Linked DNA regions of Mus musculus: regions 2 and 3 are each linked to region 1. The links are chromatin contacts, called in public Hi-C maps. All regions are on one chromosome and are shown on one strand. Each heading gives the region's core, a stretch centred on a gene start, on an enhancer-like site or on the middle of the called end of the contact. The rest is flanking DNA. Distances are from core to core; before and after follow the strand shown. Region 1 holds the start of Etv1 (ets variant 1). Region 2 has its middle 120 kb from the start of Gm24069. Region 3 has its middle 140 kb from the start of Gm24069.

Evidence for each region. A called contact is a pair of places that touch in the nucleus more often than the background predicts.
Region 2: a contact with region 1 is called in a Hi-C map of cerebellum, with 2.9 times the contacts expected there. The contact joins the enhancer-like site here to the promoter of Etv1 in region 1. A contact is called at or near these places in 1 of 39 promoter capture datasets (hippocampal neurons) and 3 of 484 Hi-C or Micro-C datasets (cerebellar granule neurons and cerebellum).
Region 3: a Hi-C map of cerebellar granule neurons shows a contact between it and region 1, with 4 times the contacts expected there. The contact joins the enhancer-like site here to the promoter of Etv1 in region 1. A contact is called at or near these places in 1 of 39 promoter capture datasets (the 3T3-L1 cell line), 3 of 484 Hi-C or Micro-C datasets (cerebellar granule neurons and cerebellum) and 3 of 115 datasets of contacts at active chromatin or transcription factors (astrocytes, bone marrow-derived macrophages and embryonic forebrain).

What each region holds. Positions count from the first base shown.
Region 1 is chr12:38,778,537-38,781,443 of GRCm38.p6, reverse strand. Etv1 (ets variant 1) reads right to left here and starts at 1,362. Exons shown (of 13, transcript NM_007960.5): 1 at 1,023-1,362; 2 at 465-596. The coding sequence starts at 509.
Region 2 is chr12:39,340,899-39,343,805 of GRCm38.p6, reverse strand. No RefSeq gene overlaps it. Among named protein-coding and RNA genes, the nearest start is that of Gm24069, 120 kb to the left of the region's middle. Within about 2 kb of position 1,360, at least 3 of the 459 cell types and tissues checked have an H3K27ac peak or open chromatin away from gene starts, as enhancers often do. A contact at or near this core is called in cerebellar granule neurons and cerebellum, where this site is marked.
Region 3 is chr12:39,315,577-39,318,483 of GRCm38.p6, reverse strand. No RefSeq gene overlaps it. Among named protein-coding and RNA genes, the nearest start is that of Gm24069, 140 kb to the left of the region's middle. Within about 2 kb of position 1,448, at least 4 of the 459 cell types and tissues checked have an H3K27ac peak or open chromatin away from gene starts, as enhancers often do. A contact at or near this core is called in cerebellar granule neurons and cerebellum, where this site is marked.

The sequences.
Region 1 (2,907 bases), core at 113-2,612:
TCCATTCTCTCAGACAGCACCCCCACCCGTAATAAGAGAAGCCAAAGGAAAACTGGGAAAAGTGAGAAAATGAGAGGGGAGGGGGAAGACCCCCCCCAAGACACCCCATGTAAACACAAAATTGTCAGCATTTGTCTCAACTTCGTTCTTTTCAATGTGGCAGATAAACCCAGCCACAAACTTTGAGTGCAGCTGTTGCTGCCCTCCGTCTCCTCTTGCACTCATCGTGGACATATTAACCAGAAGAAGAGGTCTTAAAACAAAACTATGCCTTATCCGAATCACTCAAAGGTAAGCTCATTTTGTAGATAGGGCTTCTAGAAGCAGAGTCGCCCTACAGTGGCAACAAAGCAGATAAAGTGTCTGCAGTCCCAACCCCCTGCCCCCTCCCTTCGCATCTCTCGCTCTCCCCACCCCCGTCCAAGTCAAGTTTATAAACAGCAACTTTCGAACTGATCACTCACGTTGGTGACCACGTAAGGCACTTGCTGGTCATAAAATCCATCCATTCTGCTCCTCTTCGCAAATATTAGCTCAGTGTTTTATATTTTGAGCATTTAGCTGGAGATTTCCTCGGGATCTGGACTTCTATCAACCTAGAGGGGAACAAGATGGCTTTTAGGCTTAAAAAAAAAAAAATCATGAATGAAGCTCTTGCATTTGCATAGCTAATTACCCTCGACAGCCCCATTCACAAAAATAACCCTCCCCTACGCCGCCTTCTTCACCTGGATCCAAAGAGAGCCAAGAGAGTTCACAATTTACATACTTTCGGTCGTATCAAAAATCCTAACAAGAGGCAATGTATTTATTTACACTCTGGATGCTCCCTGCTCGGTCAGTGTACCCCAGGCGGCTCTGATTCGCAAACGTGGGCAAAACTAGCAATGGCGATCAACGAGACTTGCTTTTCACCTAACGGGACTAAAGAGACGGAGCTACCTCTTTCATAAGAATAGTTTTTGCAACCCACAACCATGCAATTATCTGGAGAGACATAAAAAGTTGTTGGAAATACCCACCTGAAGGCCACGCTAGGCGAACGGCTGCAAAAAATTCCCTCCAAATTTAATAAAAACATTAATTATTGCCCAGCACTTCCCCTTGGAAGCCGAAAGCGCCTCTGACAGAGCTGAATTCGGTGGTTTTTCCTCTACTTCTCCTCCAGGGGCCTCCAATCCAAACTGATGGATCGCTGCCTCCCATTGGCTCCACGTCTCTTTCACAAGATCAGATTTCGGGCTGTCAATCAGGCAGCTTTCGGCCCCTTCCCTTGGGTCTCCTGCGCCCCTATGCCTTTGCGACCACTCTGGGAGAAGTCGCAGGGTCCGCACCCAGGAAAAGCCACCGAGGGAAACTACTTCCTTCCTAACTCGCTGTTTTTGTTAAAACCGGAGGGATACTGAAACCTAGTGTATCGAGTCAACCAGTTCTCATTCCTAGCGTTGTTTGGTCCATTATTATGTCCTTAAAGCACTGTCGTAGAGGTTGGGGTACAGATCGAGTGTCCACAATCCCTTTTCTCTACCTTTGACCCGGAGTCCACCCACCACACGCTCCAGCCTTGCTCCTCAGAAGCTTTCGGTCCAAGCTATTTTTTTTCTCCATTTTCAACACTGTAATAGGGCTTATAAGATTTTTTTTAATACATCTTCAACAAAAATGATCTCCTTTCGTCCGTTGGACATGAAAATATTGTAAGGAAAGCAAGCGGGAGAAGCTGCTTCTAAGGAGAGGTGGCGCTGGAAGAGAGGATCCGGAGGAGTACGTAGCAGAGTGGGCGAGGAAAGTATAAAAATCAGATTCATCCTGGAGAGTGCTGAGAGGGAAAAAAACCTCCAGTGGCCACAGAGGGGTGGGGGAGGACTTGGTAGTTCAGATGCCCCCCTCCCGCACCCCTCCCCCGTCCCCGCCGTTTCCGGAGCTTTTGTTATGTATACAGAGAGGCGGAGGGTGTCACTTACTGTACTTGAAGATTTCACTTCCTCCACCAAGAAGTGGGGGAAGAGCAGGGAGGGCTCGGGTTACAAGGACAATGATGGGACCTTTGGAAGCGAGAATCTCTCTGAAGCTGCCTGCCCACAGAGCTTAGTTCTGATGTGTCCCCTTTGCAGCCGCTGCCCTACCAAGAATTGGAAGCCAGGGAGGAGTGGGGCCGGGGCTTTACGGTGCTAAAAGTCACTTGAGACCCTGGCGGGGACCAGAGCTGGGGACTAAAGGACTTTTCCAGCAGCTGTTTAGCCCCGTTGAGCAATGTGCTGCAGTTCTCAATTTCTATTTGAAAGTTTCTTCCCTTAAATGGAACATGGTGGAAACATCAAAATGGGAGCGTGCGCGCCTGGTACTCCGGACCCGCCGAGAAAGAGCGTAGTTTATGACAAAACCACTCTGCGCTTCACCAAGGGAAAAGTGTAGTCTTCCAGGGCACACACAATGCTTGCCCCAAGCCTAGTCAGGGCGCCGCGCGCGTCCTCTTTGAGAGAGGACAGTATCAGAGCCCGGGCGAGGGGTGCGTTCGAACGCTACTAGACTTTGTGAGGGTGCAACCCGAAGAGGGGAGCACAGCGTGGGTAACCCGCCAGTCTGCAAACCCCAGACAAGGCGGTAACAGTTTCCAAAGCCTTTCTGTGAGGCCAGAGCGGGACAGGTATCCAGAGCAACCGGGAGAGGGCGGAGCTTCTCGAAAGGCCCCGGGAGCTTGTCCCTGAAGCCAATGAGGAACCGTGGATTTCCAGTCCATTGTTGTTTATTGCTGACCCCGCAGCGCTCCGCCAGCGGATTGGATGCTTTCGAGCAGGGGGCGTTGCCCATTCCCCCCCCCCCCCACTCCACCTTTCGGCTCCATTCACAAAATCCCAATCTCTCTGGGTCACGTGGTTGGGGGCGTGGCGGATCAAGGAGAAAAAA
Region 2 (2,907 bases), core at 111-2,610, 560 kb before region 1:
GTCTCATGCATTTGAAAAGTTTGAAAGAGTTTGAACAGTATATATGTTAACGTGCAAATTATAAAGCATTACAAGGAAATGAAAGGAAGTATTTTTTTTCACAGTTTCCAGAGAAGGCAAGGACTAAGTAGGTTAGGAAATCAGCAGCCAGTAATGGAAATAATTGAATCCCCTTCTGTCTATAGAAGGGTGGTGCTATATGAAGAGATGAGCAAACATTCTTATTGTAAAAGTTAAAAGAGCTAGAAGAAGGAGTTCTTTGCCTCTATTAATGTACATGTCTATTGACCCCATTGAATTAAACTAATTTTACCCCACTATGAACAATTACAGGGAAGATTTTTGAGTGTGAAAACTTGGGATTTCTCCTGATTAGAATGTAGTTTAGGTGAAATTATATGAAGTTTCATAGATGTAATTCATTGAGCTCTAATGTGGTTTTAATACATTCCTAATAGTGGGGCAGTCCATTTCTGTATCTCCCAGTTCTTTTACACGAACCATTGTTCCTCAGCACCACACACCCAAGGAATGGGTCAGACAAAAAGGAGCCCAGACTTTACCAAATAAGCATATCATGTGGAACAAAACACCCATGGAAGGAGTTACAGAGACAAAGTTGGAGCTATGACTAAAGGATGGACCATCCAGAGACTACCCCACCCGGGGATCCATCCCATAATCAGCCACCAAACCCAGACACTATTGCATATGCCAGCAAGATTTTGCTAAAAGGACCTTGATATAGCTGTCTCGTGTGAGGCGATGCCAGTGCCTGGCAAATGCAGAAGTGGATGCTCACAGTCATCTATGGGATGGAACACAGGGCTCCCAATGGAGGAGCTAGAGAAAATACCCAAGGAGCTGAAGGAGTCTGCAACCCTATAGGTGGAACAACAGTATGAACTAACCAGTACCCCGGAGCTCTCGTGTTTCTAGCTGCTCATGTAGCAGAAGATGGCCTAGTCGGCCATCAGTGTGAAGAGAGACCCCTTGGTCTTGCAAACTTTATATGCCTCAGTACAAGGGAATGCCAGAGCCAAGAAGTGGGAGTGGGTGGGTAGGGGATCAGGGTGGGGGGAAGGTATAGAGAACTTTCAGGGTAGCATTTGAAATGTAAATAAAGAAAATATCTAAGAAAAAAAAGAAGAAAAGAAAGAAAAGCAGGAGCACGGCATGTCAACATCACAGCAGTGCAGTGTTCTACCAACCACCACGCTTGGTTTGGGGGCGTGGCATGAGACCTCACTGGACATATGAACCGTACACAATTCGTTCAAGCTGTGCTCCTTCCTACATGTGTTGCCCAAATCACGAACACCTTCTATTTCACAGGTCAACTCTGTAAGAATAGGCTCATAGTCTACTTACCATGATTATGCCCCCGTAAATGAATGATCATTGCGCTTGACTATTCAGTTGTTCAACTGCCGTCTGTTGATCTTTGTTTTTTTTTCTGCTTAATTTCTATAAATTACAGTTTCCCATAAGGTATAATTAAGCAGAATTGCTTAAGTTTTAATTATTGTGTATTATAGATGTTTAAAGCAACATTAGCACTTGGCTTTTAAAAATGTGATCGTATATTTATAAGAGAGCATTTACAAACACATTTACATATAGTTAAGATGAAAAAGGTATTTGAATTGTAGTCATTAGCATTTCTTCAAACATATGGCAGAGCAGCAGAGGCCATGGGCCATGCCTTCATTAACTGAACACTGTTTCATCAGTGTTTCAGCTTCCTGCTGTGCCACCCTGTGGCGTCCCCTTCTGTCCCCGAGGTTTCAGTAACAAGGGACAATATGTCCCCAAGGTGAAAATCTGGAAAATATAGCAGATTAGCCCTTAGAGAAGTTCTTATGATTATTTAATCATACCTAGATAAAGAACACACAGCACCATTAAACTGGCTCCGATGTTTTCCTGTTTGCTTCCATTTCTCAGCATCAGTGGCTGGCACTGACTGCAATGCAAAGCAAATATAAGCGAAATGAAACAAGGCACATTTAAGATGCCTTTAAAATGGTGGCCTGCTCCATATTTGAAGGTAGAATGGTCAGGCCTTACATAGATACATATTTTAAAAGGAGATGGCTACATAGGCAGAAGCAGACATAGCTACATAAGTATATGTAGACACATCTACATTGGTACACATATCATCAACTAATTGTAATCTGTTACAGGTTTTTACATGATGGAATTGAAACTCTTAAATAATGTTAGATATAAAAATAAAAATTATTTTTAAAAAAGAAAATTTCACTTTATTCTTTGAAAAAAGGCAAGTTTAGCACTGTCTTAGAAGTGCTACAAGCATGCTTTATTGGCATAGTTCTCTAACATAAAGAGGAGTAAACCTAAGAGGTAAAAACACTCATGGCAAAGTATTAGTTACATTTGTGCTCTATCAGCCAAATGCCTGTCATTAATAAAGGATTAGTTCCTGAGGAATCTTTGATTATAGAATATTTATGCCTATGAGATTTTAATTTAAGATAAATATATCAAGACAGCTCCCCTATGAACCTGAAAACATATATGTGCTAAATATAAATATTGGCACTCATATTTTTATATGATTAAGTGGTAGTCCTTAGTTTTCAGTAACTGAGAATATGAAGTTAGAAAACGATCATTAAGTTAAGCAAGTGATTGAAATCATGCAATGCCAGAGCTAATCCAAGGTATTCCTGGAAAAATGAGAAAGAAGGAAGGGAAAATTTTTAAAATGATGATTCCCTATTGAAATTCTATAGGTTTCAAGATAAAAACAACTACCAGAACTATAATTTAAAATCATATGTTTGTTCTGTCTGTGCAATTTCTTTATTCCTTTACTGCAATCCCATTTACCTTAAAGTTACTATTCCATTTAACAGAGCCACTAGGATACAATGAGAA
Region 3 (2,907 bases), core at 199-2,698, 540 kb before region 1:
CCATGATGCAGATGTGACACCACTGGGCTGCTGCCCTTGCATTATATAAAAAAAAGCAGGCTGAACAAGCAAGGAGGAGCCAGAGAGATTGCAAACAGTAATCTGAAATAAACCCTATCCTGCCTGAACTGCTTTTAGTTAGTATTTCATCAGAGAATTATTAAGTGAACTAAACAGAGTCTAAGGGCCATCATTCATATAAGTTCCACACTAATGAGTCGTTGGAGTGATTAGAAATACACTCAGAGAAATATCTCTCTTGAGTTTTATCCAGTTAGGTCCCTTGCCTAAAGTGTCAGTCTCTTCCCATGGTGCTAAGCTACAGTAATTAGTGAGGAAAAGCACTTTGCCTAGCAGTTTCTATTATTTAAGCAATCGAGTAATTCTGTAGGGAAGTAGTCTTAAGGACATAAATACCCATGAGGAGTCTACTATGCTGGACAGTTTCTGCATACACTTTCAACATTTGAACTCACCCACCCATAAAGATTTTGGTATCCTTCTGAGTGTGAGGCTCCAGTGTCCTTGATAGGTTGTGCATGTGTCAACAAAATCCTCAGAGTATCACTCACCCAGGCCTTCCTGCTCCCACTACAGCTTGACTTGGCTCAAATTGAATTAAGATAGCACTAAGAACAATATATGCACAAAATCAAGCCAGTGAGATCAACCATTTTTATAGCAGGCAGCATCAATTAAACTCAGTGGGTGGAAAAGTAGGGAAAGGAAGAGAAGATGGCAGGACCTGGGGAAGGGACACATATAAGAGGGGACTAGAGAGAGTAGAAAGTAGAAGTTGGACAAATACATTGTTTACATGTGTGAAATTGTCAATGAATAACAAAAGACATTGTATTAAAAGAAACAAACAAGTAGGTGTTGGCTAGAAAGGAAAAGAAAAAGAAAAGAACAAATTAATAAAGCATGACTCCAAGAAAGTGTAAGAGTAGATTTAGAATAGTATTGGATTCCAGGGTATCTTGGTCGGGCCAGGCCCAGGCAGAGATCCAGCACCGGAGAGGGTGGGACTCTGTTGACATGTGTGGCTTCACTTCAACCTCAAGTGCCAACAGAACAGATGGCACCTGGCTGGAATTGTCCCTGGTCATGGGGGTGACATGAGCCAGACGGCACAGTGGGAAGCTGAGAGCCTCTGCCCTCCAGATCAGAAAGAATCAGAACATTGATCCCCATAGTCTTCAGCTTGCTCTCAGCGAGGGTAGAGCAAAAGTGTTATCAAATATAATATGACTGTATCTGAAGCATATATATGTGTGATAGAATAAAATAAAACATCAGTGGATTCATTACCTAGTCAAAAAACTAAACAGAATTTCACTACTACAAGTTCTCCACATTGGAGCTTGAGAGACTGCTCTTGCAGAGGACTCAAGTTCGGTTCTGAGAACCAGAACCAGATGGCTCACAAATGCCTGTAACTGAAATTCTAGATAAAACCTCCTGGCTTCCCAATACCTCTAGCCTCCACTGACACCTGGATCCACATCCACATGCACAAGTTCAACAAAGAAATATACACATCATGTAAATAAGAATAATAACACTCAGCCCTAAATGTATGTTTTCATTAAATCCTCCCCTTGAGGCTCAGGGGACCCAGTGGAAGTGGAAAAAGTTTGAGATCCCGAGGGGATGGAGGGAGGACACTAAGAAAAATGTCTCTCTAAATTAACAGGATAAACAAACATATGAACACACAGAACCTGAGGTAACATGCACAGGGCCTGCATAGGTCCGTACCAAATAGAGACTTAGAGCTGACAGAAATGGACACAAGTCCCCATCCTTAGCCCAGAAGCTATTTCTAATTGTCCACCACTTGTCAATGAAGTTTTAGTTTGCTCTAAGGGAGACTCACTGGGAAGACAAACCACTCTCAAGGGTAAGCTATATGCCCAGCAGTAGATGGCCTACAGAAAATGGACTCAACAGGCATCTTTGGAGGTTCATTGTCTCACAATGTTGTCAGGTTTTGGTTTTTTTTTTTTATATCTTATTGTTTATTTTTATTTTGTTTAGTTTATATTTTTTCTCTATTTTCCATAGAAGACCTTTGTGTATATATTATGGTTTCCAGTTAATATTTCTATGTGATTCATGAGTGTGAATGAGTGGGTCTTTTTGTCTGTATCCCTTTCTGGTGCTCTTTTCCTTCTATTTTTGTTTTTCCCTATTCTGATGTGTTTGTTTTTCTTTTCTTTTCTCTTCTCTTCTCTTCTCTTCTCTTCTCTTCTCTTCTCTTCTCTTCTCTTCTCTTCTCTTCTCTTCTCTTCTTTTCTTTTCTTTTCATCCCTTAGAAGCCTGGTTGTTTTCTACTGAGACACAGAAATGAGACGGATGTGGATGCAAGAGGAGCTGCGGAGAAATTGGGAAGAGGTGAGGGAGCAGAAACATTAGTCAGCATGCATCATGTGAGGGGTAAAAAACCAACTGGTTTCGTAAAAGGGAAAAGCAATGAAAAATAAAGTTTTAAGCCCTCATATAGTTCTCTGAGATTCATCTTATTCCCTTTCCCACATTTGGTTTAGTCATTCTTGTTTTGATCTTCATTATGTAGTGTATGTATATAATGTATATATGTTTATACTGTTTTGTATATCTCTTGTTGTGATTCAATATAATATAATGTTTTGTTTTAATATTTCTTTTTAAATTAAACACTTTTACTGAAGCATGTATTGACTTCTCCAGTATAGCTGTCTATCAAGGTAAGGACTCTTAACATATTTCAAGAGACGTTGTCTGGATGTCATTAGAAACGATGAATTTCTCAGCACTGCAGCCCAGAAATTATCAGTGTCATTTGAACTATGTTTAAGAAGTCTAAAGTCTCTTCTGTCTGTTTCAAGCTTGTCTAGGGTGTAGGGTGGATGGGGGCTTGGGTTG